Linked DNA regions of Mus musculus: all the other regions are linked to region 1. A link is a contact called in public promoter capture Hi-C and targeted proximity ligation data. All regions are on one chromosome and are shown on one strand. The core of a region is the stretch at or near the end of the contact, and the rest is flanking DNA. Distances in the headings are between cores, read along the strand shown.

What was found. Promoter capture Hi-C pulls out the DNA fragments that hold promoters and counts their contacts.
Region 2: a targeted proximity ligation map of extraembryonic endoderm stem cells shows a contact between it and region 1. A contact is called at or near these places in 5 of 484 Hi-C or Micro-C datasets (CD4 T cells, CD8 T cells, Th2 cells and 2 more) and 4 of 130 datasets of targeted methods (astrocytes, extraembryonic endoderm stem cells, large pre-B cells and 1 more).
Region 3: a contact with region 1 is called in a promoter capture Hi-C map of second pharyngeal arch cranial neural crest. A contact is called at or near these places in 3 of 39 promoter capture datasets (the 3T3-L1 cell line, cranial neural crest and second pharyngeal arch cranial neural crest) and 1 of 130 datasets of targeted methods (epiblast stem cells).

What each region holds. Positions count from the first base shown.
Region 1 is chr19:23,685,377-23,689,191 of GRCm38.p6, forward strand. It overlaps Ptar1 (protein prenyltransferase alpha subunit repeat containing 1), which reads left to right and starts at 2,024. Exons shown (of 7, transcript NM_028208.1): 1 at 2,024-2,169. The coding sequence starts at 2,084.
Region 2 is chr19:23,132,558-23,136,372 of GRCm38.p6, forward strand. It overlaps 2410080I02Rik (a long non-coding RNA gene), which reads left to right and starts at 1,941. Exons shown (of 2, transcript XR_386610.3): 1 at 1,941-2,397; 2 at 2,802-3,815.
Region 3 is chr19:24,222,838-24,226,652 of GRCm38.p6, forward strand. Tjp2 (tight junction protein 2) reads right to left here and starts at 2,189. Exons shown (of 24, transcript NM_001376368.1): 1 at 2,014-2,189.

The DNA of each region.
Region 1 (3,815 bases), core at 774-3,273:
TCCCTCACATGATGCCCTTTCTTTCTGCTGGAGGTAGGCTCTATAGGTTCCCTCTCCCCAGTGTAGGGCATTTCATCTAAGGTCCCTCCCTTTAGTCCTGAGAGTCTCTCACCTCCCAGGTCTCTGGCACATTCTAGAGGGTCCCCCCACCTCTTATTTCCCAAGGTTGTCTGTTTCCATTCTTTTGGCTGGGCCTCAGGGCTTCAGTCCTGTCCCCACCTCCAATACCTGATCATGTCCCCCTTTTCCCTCCCTGTCCCTTATCCCACCCAGGTTCCTCCCTCCCTCTGCCACTTACCCCCAAGTCCCCATGATTGCTTTCTTCTCCCTCCCAAGTGGGATTATGGCATCCTCACTTGGGCCCTTTGGCTTGTTAACCTTCTTGAGTTCTGTAGATTGTATTCTGGGTATTCTATATGTTTTTTGGCTAATAACCACTTATTAGTGAGTATATACCATGCATATCCTTCTGGGCCTGAGTTACCTCACTCAGAATGATATTTTGTAGTTCCATCCATTTGCCTGCAAACCTCATAATGTCCTTGTTCTTAATAGTTGAGTTGTACTCCATTGTGTAAATGAACATTTTCTGTATCCATTCTTCCATTGTGGGACATCTGGGTTGTTTCCAGCTTCTGGCTCTCACAAATAAGGCTGCTATGAACATAGTGGAGCATGTGCCCCTGTGGCATGGTGGGGCATCTTTTGGGTATATGCCCAAGAGTGGTATAGCTGGGTCTTTAGGTAGACCTATTTCCAATTTTCCGAGGAACCTCCAGTAGCATATTACTTTTTAAAAAAATGTAAAAGATGTGTGTGCGTGTATGTTCCCACAGAAGCCAGAAGAGGATGTTGGATCATCTGGAGCTGGGGTTACAGGTGGTTGTGGTTGCTAAAAACAAGTGTACTTCATTGCTAAGCCATCTCTCCAGCCCCTGGTATCACTCTTCGACAGGACTCTTGAACTTGCTCTTGGTCTAGGGATGCAACACACCCCATTTGTCTCACTGCTTCTCCCAGAGCTTGTCAGAGTCTTTTAGGGTCTTAATCAGGTCTGTTTTGCTTTCCACAAGTTTGTAGACTGTCTCTTGTTTCTTCACCAGGATCAGGACCAACCACAGTTTGCTTTTCAGAGATCCAAGTTTCAAATAGCCCAGCCAAAGATAACCTTGAATGTCACCTCCTGTTTTTACCTCCCAAGATCACAGCCACGCACTACCTTGCCAGGGCCAAAAACCAAAAATTAAAAAGATACAGACTTCAAGCATCAGAGAAGGAGGAAGAGGAGGAGGAGGACGGGGAGGAGGAGGAGGAGGAGGAGGGAGAGGAGGAGGAGGAGGAGGAGGAGGAGGAGGAGGAGACACCATCACCAGTTAGAGGCAGTCAGAACTTTGTACTTAGAAGGGACAAATAAACCTGATATATAAAAATAAAAATTTTAATTACAACACTTTTAAAATCCAAATGGAACAGAGCAATCTTATAATTTGTGGAGCAAGAGAGGTCAGGAACAATTGTCAAAGCCTTTATTTTATTTTATACTCCAAATTAACGTAGTGATCACGAAATGTATCAAAAATGCTAAAAGTACAGAAGTACAGTGGGTTACTTTTGTTTTTAACCTTATCCCCGAGATCTGAAGGGTTCTTTCTCCTGTACTTTCTTTCCTTTGCTTACTACATTACAAGATCTAACTAAACGCGCTACTTTACACTTCATGCATAAAGTAGCACAGGCGTGCAAAAGGAGGTCAGCAACCCGCCTCCTCCCCGGGTGGGCCGGTGAAGCGGGCCTGGTGCAGCCATCCGGAGGTCCCTGGGTAAAGGCCACTCTGGGACACGGCTGCTCGGAGAAGTGCGGGGGAAGCCTCCTTCCTCCACGCCTAGTGAACCAAAACTCCACCAAAAGCCACCGAGCTCGAAGAGCCGGCCCAACCCAGCGGTGCTGCGGCCCTCCCTGACCCGGAAGTGCTCGGCGGCCTCGGCGAGAACGCGCCTGAGCCAGCGCGCGCGCGCGCCCCCGCGGAACTCCCGCCGGCGGCTGGGCTCTGCCGGAGGCGCGCCCGATCGCGGCGGCCGCCAACATGGCCGAGTCGAACGAGGAGGTGGCGGTGCTGGTGCAGAGGGTGGTGAAGGACATCACCAACGCCTTCCGAAGGAACCCGCACATGTGAGTGGCGCGCCCTGCGCCGCCGGGGTCGTCGGGGGCGGCTCGGGGCCGCGCTCTAGTCCACTCGCCGGGGCCGCTCGGGGCCCACGCGCGCTTCCGACAGGCGGAGCGCGGCTGGGACTGTCGCGCCGAGCCGGCTGGCCGTTACCAAGACGCGTGGCGGGGCAGTGCCGGGGAGCGACCTCCGAGAGCCACGTCGGAGCGTGGAGTTTTCTGCCCTGCGCGACGCGTCCCGGGAGTTGTGGCAACTCTTCTCCCCGCCGCCCTCCGCCGGGATGCGCTTGCCCCGCGGGCCACTACCGTGGGTCTCTGTGTCTTGGAGGCGACTCTCGGTTGCATCCAGTGCGTGGCTATAGAGGATTATCCACCCCATCATACTCCCTACAGCCCCCTTTCGGGTTAACTAAAGGTGATTGGAAGCTGCCTTTGACTTTTCGACTCGCTTGTCACAAAATTGCAAAGCGAGTCGGATGTAACAATTTTTGAAGGTGACCTGAGTGGATCTTATAAAGCTGTTGCAAACTGGATACTTTTTTTTTATTAGTAGCGCGTCCGAAGTTACAGACGAGCATCTTAAGGCATTCTTACCTAGCATTGTTGCCTTCTAAAAGTTCACTCCTGAACTGATACATATATTATCTCTTTCTCCTCCCTTTCCATTTTATTTGTTACTCTCTAGGAAGATACTCTTAAGATTGTATTTTTCTTTTCCTGATACTCTCCCTTTAACGAATGGAAAGGAAGCTACTAAAGAGTTACCTACATCAGTATACAAAAGAATAAGAAGCCAGAATGTAGCCCATTCCTGGGGAAACAAACATGAAGTCCGGTTTTGTATTATTTTCTCATTGGTTATACAATTTATTTTTAATATTTTAATTTTTTTTACTAAAACACATGAATTATTTTTACGCATTCTAGCCTCCTTAGCTTTTCCACTAAATGAAAGGCCAAACACTTTAATCAAGTGTTCTTTTCCTCCAAGATGATCTCAGAAAAGAATTTAGAAGTCCTCAGATGGCCTGCTTTCTTCTCTCAATTAAGGACTTAAAACTGTACTTCCTTCAAGACAAAAGACTACTGGCCTCTAAACATACCTGCCAGCCCCGACAGCCCCTAAGTCGTCCTCCTTTCCTCTTTTGACTGCTGACTTTTTTCCCCAATGAGTGTTTGGAGTGATTTCCTGGCAGTAGCCATAGTGGCTGCTGGGCCTTTTAAGGAATGCTTTGATGTCTTGTGTGTCTGTCTTTGAGGCCCTTTTTGAGAATTCCAGCTGCAGAGCAAGTAAAAGACACATCCTTTGGGGGGGGGGGGGAAGCTGGGCAAGTGAGAAGGTTCATTTTTTAATCACTGGTGTCATTTTCTAAAACATTGTAACAAAGGTTAGACATTTAATATCGTGATCACTCCAGTTTCTCATCTTTGAGGTGGACAAAAAATACTATATTTGGCGAAATTATGATTAGTTAGTTCTGGAGGTTGACCCAGTGGAATGTGGATCAGGTCTCTGTTTTTCTGGATCATCAAAAACTCCTAAAGGGCTTCAACTCCTCTCTCTTCATCATAATTTTATTCTGCGGTCTCACTAATATATACTCTGTCAACATAGAATTTATGGCTATTTGTAAGTATTTGGGTCATTTGAA
Region 2 (3,815 bases), core at 691-3,190, 550 kb before region 1:
TTGAGCATTGAAAAAGGAGATTGGAGGCCACAACCAAGTTGAAGAATTGTTCTGAAAGAAGTGTTAGTTGGTGTCTTAGTCAGGGTTTCTATTCCTTCACAAAACATCATGACCAAGAAGCCAGTTGGGGAGGAAAGGGTTTATTCAGCTTACACTTCCACATTGCTGTTCATCACCAAAGGAAGTCAGGACTGGAACTCAAGTAGGTCAAGAAGCAGGGGCCTATGCAGAGGCCATAGAGGAATGTTACTTACTGGCTTGCTTCCCCCTGCTTTCTTAGCTTGCTCTCTTATAGAACCCAAGACTACCAGTCCAGGAATGGCACCACCCACAAGGGGCTAGGCCCCTCCCCCTCTGATCACTAATGGAGAAAATGCCTTACAGCTGGATCTCATGGAGGCATTTCCTCAAGGGAGGTTCCTTTCTCTGTGATAACTCCAGCCTGTGTCAAGTTGACACACAAAACCAGCCAGTACGGCTGGGAAGTACGGTGCAAGGCTAAGAGTTCAGAAATGGAGGTAGTTTCTGGTGTTGCAAAGGTCTAGGGTACCCAAATAACAATGGAGTGTTTCAGGGTTGAGAATCTCAGATGGGCAATTTGCCTACCTGAATGCTAACCCCACTAACAGTGTTAACAGCTGGGAGGGAAGGCTGTTAAGTGTGTGGGACTTTCAGAGCATGAAGGTGAGCGAAAGTCAGAAGACTTTCACAAGGCGCCGGGTGGAGCTAGCTTAGCCTGGGGGCAAGGTCTAAAGCTGCAGAGGGAGGGAAAGGAAGAGGCAACTCACAGCGAACAACACTAATGCTAACAGGTGCTAAATTCCACTCCAGAGGCCTCATAAACTTCGTCCTCTCCTTGGGGGGCTAAGAGGCCACCCAGGGTAAAGGATTTATTCAGGGTCCTGGGCTGGGAAGGAAACGAGAAACAACCAGACCTTTTATTTCCCTTTCTCTGTTTCCTAAATGCCAACAGTGTTTTGGATATTTAAAAGGACACTTAAAATGCCCTTGTTGTTTCTGCCTTTGAACGACCAGTGCCGCTCAAGGACAGGGCGGTGGTAACCATGGCAGTGAGCAGAGGGTGGTGAAGAGGTGGTTTTTAAAATGGGGTGAACCTCAGACAGGCGGCAAACAGAGCTGGAACCTCTTGTCTTCCTTGGGGCCCTTTGTTCATTCAGCTTAACTGTAAGGAAAAGCTGAATTCTTCCCTGCAGGGAGGCAAGCTTAAAAAGAGAAGGGTTTGCCTCTCTCGAGGTGTGTCCCTGGGAATAGATTTCGGGGGGTGGGGGAGCACTAGGAAAATTTGGGGCAGCTGGCACAAACAGGGCACAAACAGGACAGTCTGGGATGGCAAAGAAACTAGCTGTCTTGCCTCCTGGGTACAGAGTTCTTAGGACCTGTCAGCTGTCTCGCCACCTCTCCCCAGACAGGTGGCCGCTCATGGGGGTGGCCTAGTATTCCAGCCAAAAAGGCTGCCAGGCCCAGCCTTTGCAGGAAGGTTTGGGGTGGGGGGAAGGGTAGAGGAGACAAGAGAAGGAGAGAGCTGACGCACTGCTGGATTAGGAGCTTTAAGAGCCTTCCCTTCCAGGACGAAGACGCGCCCCAAGCGGTCACAGGGCAGGGCAGGGCAGGGCAGGGTAGAACAGGGCAAACTGGAGGAGGCACATGGGCGCAGGAAAAGTCCCATGACTGCAGTGTTTTGCGGCAGGTTTCCCAGCTGCTGTAGGCAGAAGGGAGGCAGTCCCGGGTGATGGGCGAAGGGAGGGAGAGGGAAGAAGAGGGAAGTAAACAGGAGACCACGGAGAGAGCCAGTTCCCGGTGTTCAGAGAACACCAGCCGCCTCCGGTCCCGGTGGGTGGCTGTATGTGTGGAAATGAAACAGGGAGTGGGAGGGAGAGTGAAGAACAAGCATACACTTTTTTTTTTTTTTTTTTTTTTTGCCTGTCATCCACTCACCTCGTCTTCCCGACCCTGCAGCCCACGTCCCTACTGGGGTAGGGGTGGCAGGAGGTGGGAAGGAGATTGCTCGCCAGGCACCCACCCCTAAGTACAAGCAACTGTCGCTGAATCAGAACTGTCTCAGCCGCCTGTCACCTGCGCTCGCTCGGGAGGGGCACATGGCATCAGACTTGGGACTTGCGACGAGAGGGGGTGGAGGACCCAGCAACGGGCCAGAGCGTGGGGTGTCTCCGGGAACTGGGAAAAGCTGGGAGTGACTATCTCCAAACATCTAGGGGGACATCGGGGAGAATGGGTGGGACTAGGGGCTTAAGGGGACTTGGAAGCAGGGGGAGGGGATGACAGAGGGCGGGAGTGTCCTGCAGTGGGAAGCACCGGGGAACGGCGCCGGGGCTGAGGGGCGGCTGCTGCTGCCGCCAGTGCGCGGGGTTATGCGAGGTAACCGAGAGCCTGGAGGAGGAGGGAGGCGGCGTGGGCCGCGGGCCGGGGTGTCTGGCGCTCGTTGGACAAAGAGATGATGAAACGTGAGCGCTATATTTACCAAGGGGGTGGAGACGGGTGGGAGGGGGGTAAAAAGGACAAACTGTTCCACAACAACCACAGGAAACACAGCCCTTCTGACTCACCCAGAGGGCCGCGCCGACCCCAGCGCAGCCTTAGCCTCGAGGCAGAACCATACTCGGGGGGCGCCAGCACCCGGCCGAACCCTGGTGCTCTGGCTGGGGATGCATAGGCTTATAAATGAAAGGGACACCGGGTCGAAATACTGCTTGAGTGTGTGCATAGCTTTTGTGGGGTAGGGGAGGGCAAGGAACGACATTAATTTTTTTTTTCTTTTTAAGCCGGGTGGCTGGGTCATCGTAGGAAAGATGTGGCTGCAGTCGTGGAAAGCACGATTCCTGCAAAGTCATCTCCACTCGCACAGCCTGGCCGGCCAGCCCGCCCCGCCCAGGGACAGCAACACCAGCCACCCCACCTCTCTTTTCCTCCCCCACCCCCGCGCCTTGCACGCAGGGCCCAGAGTTGGGGTGCGGTATGGACTATGTTTAGAAGCTGATGTCATCGCGACACCCTACTCTGCAGTCTTCCCAGAGGGACCGCAGGGCAGGTTTTCCTGATCTTCGAGGATGTGGGGGTGGAAAGTGGCCTGCCTTCTCAGCACACCTCACACCCATGGTACCTCAGGGATTAAAAAAAAAAGAAAGAAAGAAACATCGCTAGAGTTACGAAACAGGGAGGCGCGCTCACGTGGAGCGTGCGAGCCCAGTGGCTAGCGCCCCAGGGGCCAGCAACCCTCCCTCGTGGCTCCACCTCCACCTCAGGTGTGGGGGGGCTAATGTCAAGGTTAGCTCACGTGGGCGCGGGCGCCCGGAGCTCCTTGCACGAGTTTGGGGCGGATTCCTCGTCCCCCAATCTAGGGCAGTTTGTTCAACTGCAGCAAAGAGAGCTTGATGTTCCAGCAGGGAAGGGATTTCTGAGAACTGGGACTGTCCTCAAATGAACCTGCCTCCTCCGGCTGCTGCGGCGGCGGCCGCCTGCGGAAGACTTTTTAAAAGGGCGATGCCAGGCCCAGACGCTCGGCGCGCAAGTGGCTGAACCGCCCGCCACTCTGCGGCCGGAGCCGAGCACCCGCCCCGAGCGCCACGCGGGGCTGCTCTGAGCTCAGGGGGCTGCCGGCTAAACTTATCCTCCTGCATATGCATGAACGGATGGCCTTTCCGCTCCGCAATGGAGAGGCCTGGGGTTTTGCGGTAGGCTGCTTAGTGGAGCAAGAGTAAAGTAGGGCGTCGTGGAAGTTTTCGCGCCGGAGCTCCCCGCCCCCTCCAGACACTGGGTGTTAACTCAACCTGGCTACA
Region 3 (3,815 bases), core at 939-3,438, 540 kb after region 1:
ACACACACACACACACACACACACACTCACACACAAGGGGGTGGGGTGGGGTGGAGGTGGGGGTAGCAATGAAGACTCATGCAGTAGAGGGGCTTGCAGCCAAGTCTAAGGCTCCCTCCCACCCCAGGACCCATAAGGTAGGAGAAAACACTCATTAGCTAGCCTAGAGTTTGCTAGTAACCATGCTGGCCTGGACCTCACAGAATTCATCCTGCTGTCTTCTGAGCGCTGAGATTAAAGCTGAGTGCCACCAAGCTCTGTTATAAAAAGTAAGTTTTTTAAAGACTTATTTATTTAATGCATATGTGTACACTGTAACTGTCTTCAGACACACCAGAAGAAGGCACCAGATCCTATTTCAGATGGTTGTGAGCTACCATGTGGTTGCTGGGAATTGAACTCCAGGACCTCTGGAAGAGCAGTCAGTGCTAATACCTCTGGGCCATCTCTCCAGCCCTGTAATTTTTTTTTAAGTGCAGTTTCATTACTTAGTACCAAGGCAATGAGGAATTAAGAGATTTCGGGGAATCTATACTTAGTTAATTCATGCGGGCTGAGTCCACTCCCTAGGTGACTCCATTCCATTGCAGTCTAGACAAAAGAAAACCCTCCTGGCTCTTTATCTTCCTTAATGGAAAGCACACAACAGAATCCTGCAGCTAGCCTACCTTGGCCACTTAGTAATGTTGCATCTATTCTGCCTATTACATTCCTAGTCAGGATTCTCAGCCCCCTGAAGAAAACTGAGGGCATTCGGTGCCGTTTAACTTAACATTTAGGAAGGTTAAAATGCTCAATTTCACGTTCCGTATCATTTTAAGGCACATTTCAAGGCCAGAAACAAAAAAACCTGCAGCCTTATATGTTAGCCAAATATCTTCAAATCTCAATAAAGAGCCAATGGCTCTGGGGGCGGAGTGGGTAGGTCCAGTGTGGCTGTACTGTCTGTCCCCATTTTTAAAATAGCATTCAGATTTAAGGCTGAGTAGGAGTCCGACGTGATTCATTCCTTAGCTGGGCACCGCCACTTTTCTTGGGCCAAAGGTTCCCAAAGGTCAAAGTGCAAATAGATCCCAGGGCTAACAGGTCTAGGGTGCGGCCTGAAACCTGGGTTTTCAAGAGGCCCCCAGGCAATGTCCCAGAATCCCTCTCTCCTTACCAGGAAACTGGTCTTTCAAATGAACTAGGAAAGTCGGGAAACTTTTAGAGGCCAGAGGAGCCTCTGAACAGAACCCGCACACCTGCGGACCTGGGAAGGCGCGGTGGACAACTCAGAGACAGTAGCTCAGAAACCCTCTCGCACACTGCAGCAGCCTGGAAAACACCCTTTTCAAGCTCGGAGAATGCTTGGCATTCGGTGGCCTTTTTCCAACATAAAAATCTCCAACTCGGCTTTGACTGAGAGTCCCATAGAAAAGCCACGGAAAGCAGCCCTGGAGAGCTGACAACGCCCTGTGTTGACAACTCGGCTCGTCCTTTATAAAAGAGTCGAAAGACCCCAAATATATATATACACACACACACAAAGTCGAATTAAATGTTTCACAAAGCGACGGGACTGTTTTCCTGTCGGCGGCGGGGGAGGGGGCAGACTCATGGTCACCAGGATCGCCCCCACCTGCACACAGACACCAGCTTTCCCTCGCTCCGCGCCCGTTCAGGTCACCCACCCCTTAGATACCATCGCTGCCAACAGAAACCCAAAGGCCCTCTGAATCTAGCAGAAGAGACGCTCTGCGGGAGCGAAACAATGTCCCCGCCTGGAAGGACAAGGAGGAGCCAGGCACCTGTAGCAGCGGCGTAAACTCAGATCCCGGGTGACCCTAAGTCAACCCCGGTGATGCGAGGCTGCCCAAGGGTGGGAGATGGAAGTACGCACGCAAAAAGCAGTGCTCAAGAAATCACATCCCAAACCCCACGGGGACAACCGGCGTTCACGCACGCTGCCCCGCGGCGAGCCAAGGCTCCAGAGCAATCTTGTACCCCGGGAGGGACAGAGCCGCAGGTACTCGCCTGGAGAAGGGGGGCGGCGGCAGCCAGCAGAGTCAGCGCGCAGAAAGCGACGGTCCCAGGCGTCGGGCGGCGCAGCGCGGGCAGCGCCTGTCCGGAGGCGGAGTGCCGCGGGCTGCCGCAGCAGGCGGGAGCCAGTGACCTCCGCCACCGGCCGTTCCTGGGTATTGTTGTGACTCAACCTATTTCCTGTTTGGAGGGCTAGAAGAAAGGGGGACAAGTGCCTATCTAGAGTGTGTGTGGTTAGGGGGAGGGTAGATGGGCGGTGGCCATCACCTGCTTCCTCCAGACCCGGAAAAAAAAAAAAAAAGTAGCTCGCGCCACTTTGGGTCGTCCTGTTGGCGGAGGGGGAGGCCTCACCGGCGCCACCCAGCGGTGGGGCAGGGATTGAGCGACGCTTCCGCCTCTTTTCTCAGCAAAACCCCCAAGCTTCGGCTCAAGAGTATAAACATTCGCAGGGTTTATCTAATTCGTGCCCAGATCTGCTTTCAGTCTTTCCGCAGGTGCTGGCGAGGAAAGGTCAGTCACCCCTCAGAAACCACGGGAAGGGTGTTTGTGGGTCACTGTATGTATACGGTAGGGGAGTGGAACGGGTTGATTTTTGTTTGGGGAAGAAGAGAAACGGGTAATGGTATCGGTGAAAGATAAGTTTTAAGATCAATTTCAATCCCCCTCCCCCTCCAACCTCCCTGGTTCTCTGGCTCTGAGGCTCCAATCCGGAAATACCGGTTCCTCTCGGGGGACAATAGGTGAGGGCGGAGCACTAAGCCCAGAGCCTGCTTAGTCACACCGCGGGGAAGGAGGAATGTGCCTAGTGCCCAAGGCTGCACCCGGGGCGCAAGTTCGCCTTCCATTTAACCTAGTCTGGTTAAAAAATCCTAGGAAGAAAAAAAGAAAAGAAAAGAAAAAGAAAAAAAAAAAAATAAAAAGAAAAGCTGGATAGTGGTAGCGTATGCCTTTAATCCCAGCCCTTGGGAGGCATAGGTAGACGGATTTCTGAGTTCGAGGCCAGCCTGATCTACAGAGTGAGTTCGAGGATAGCCAGGCTACACAGAGAAACCCTGTCTCAGGGGGGAAAAAAAATCCTAAGAAGATTCCAGGGTACAGGATAAAAGTTGTGGTGATGGCGAGATGGATAGTGGTGATAGTTGTGCGGTGTGAATGCTCGCACTTGCCCACTGCGTTGCAATTTTAAGTATTTTAGTTTGCTTTTTTAAAAATCCTGTAAAGGATGCTGAGGTTCTATTCCAGGCAACTTCGCGCACGAGCGCCCTCTCCTCCCCACAAAACCCTTTCGCCAGGAGTAACTATGTCAACTGAGACACTCTCTCAAGGAAAAAAAAAAAAGAACAAAAACAACAACAACAAAAACAAAACCCCAACAAGAGAAACCAGGAGTGGTAGCACAGATTTGTAATCCCAGAGCTGGGGAGACAGATCCTTGGATTTACCAGCCCCCGAAAAATGAAAGACCCGGTCTTATAAACCAACATGGACAGATCCTGAGGAACAGGTGTTATCAGACCTGCCAATACACACACACACACACACACACACACACACACACACACACGCCCCAGGCAAAGGAAGATCAAACCTGAAGGCTCAGGCTTTAAGAAAGTATCACTTTAAGAAAAATGAGCACAAGCAAACTGTTAAGCAAATAAAAGCATACCAATTGTGCCTCCATTTACTAAGAAAGGAAAAACACCTACCCATGAATTTGCTTTTTCTTTTTTTGAGTTGAGGTCTTAGTTACTATGGCCCTAATGGCCCTTCCATGCAATCCTGCTGGTTCCAATTTT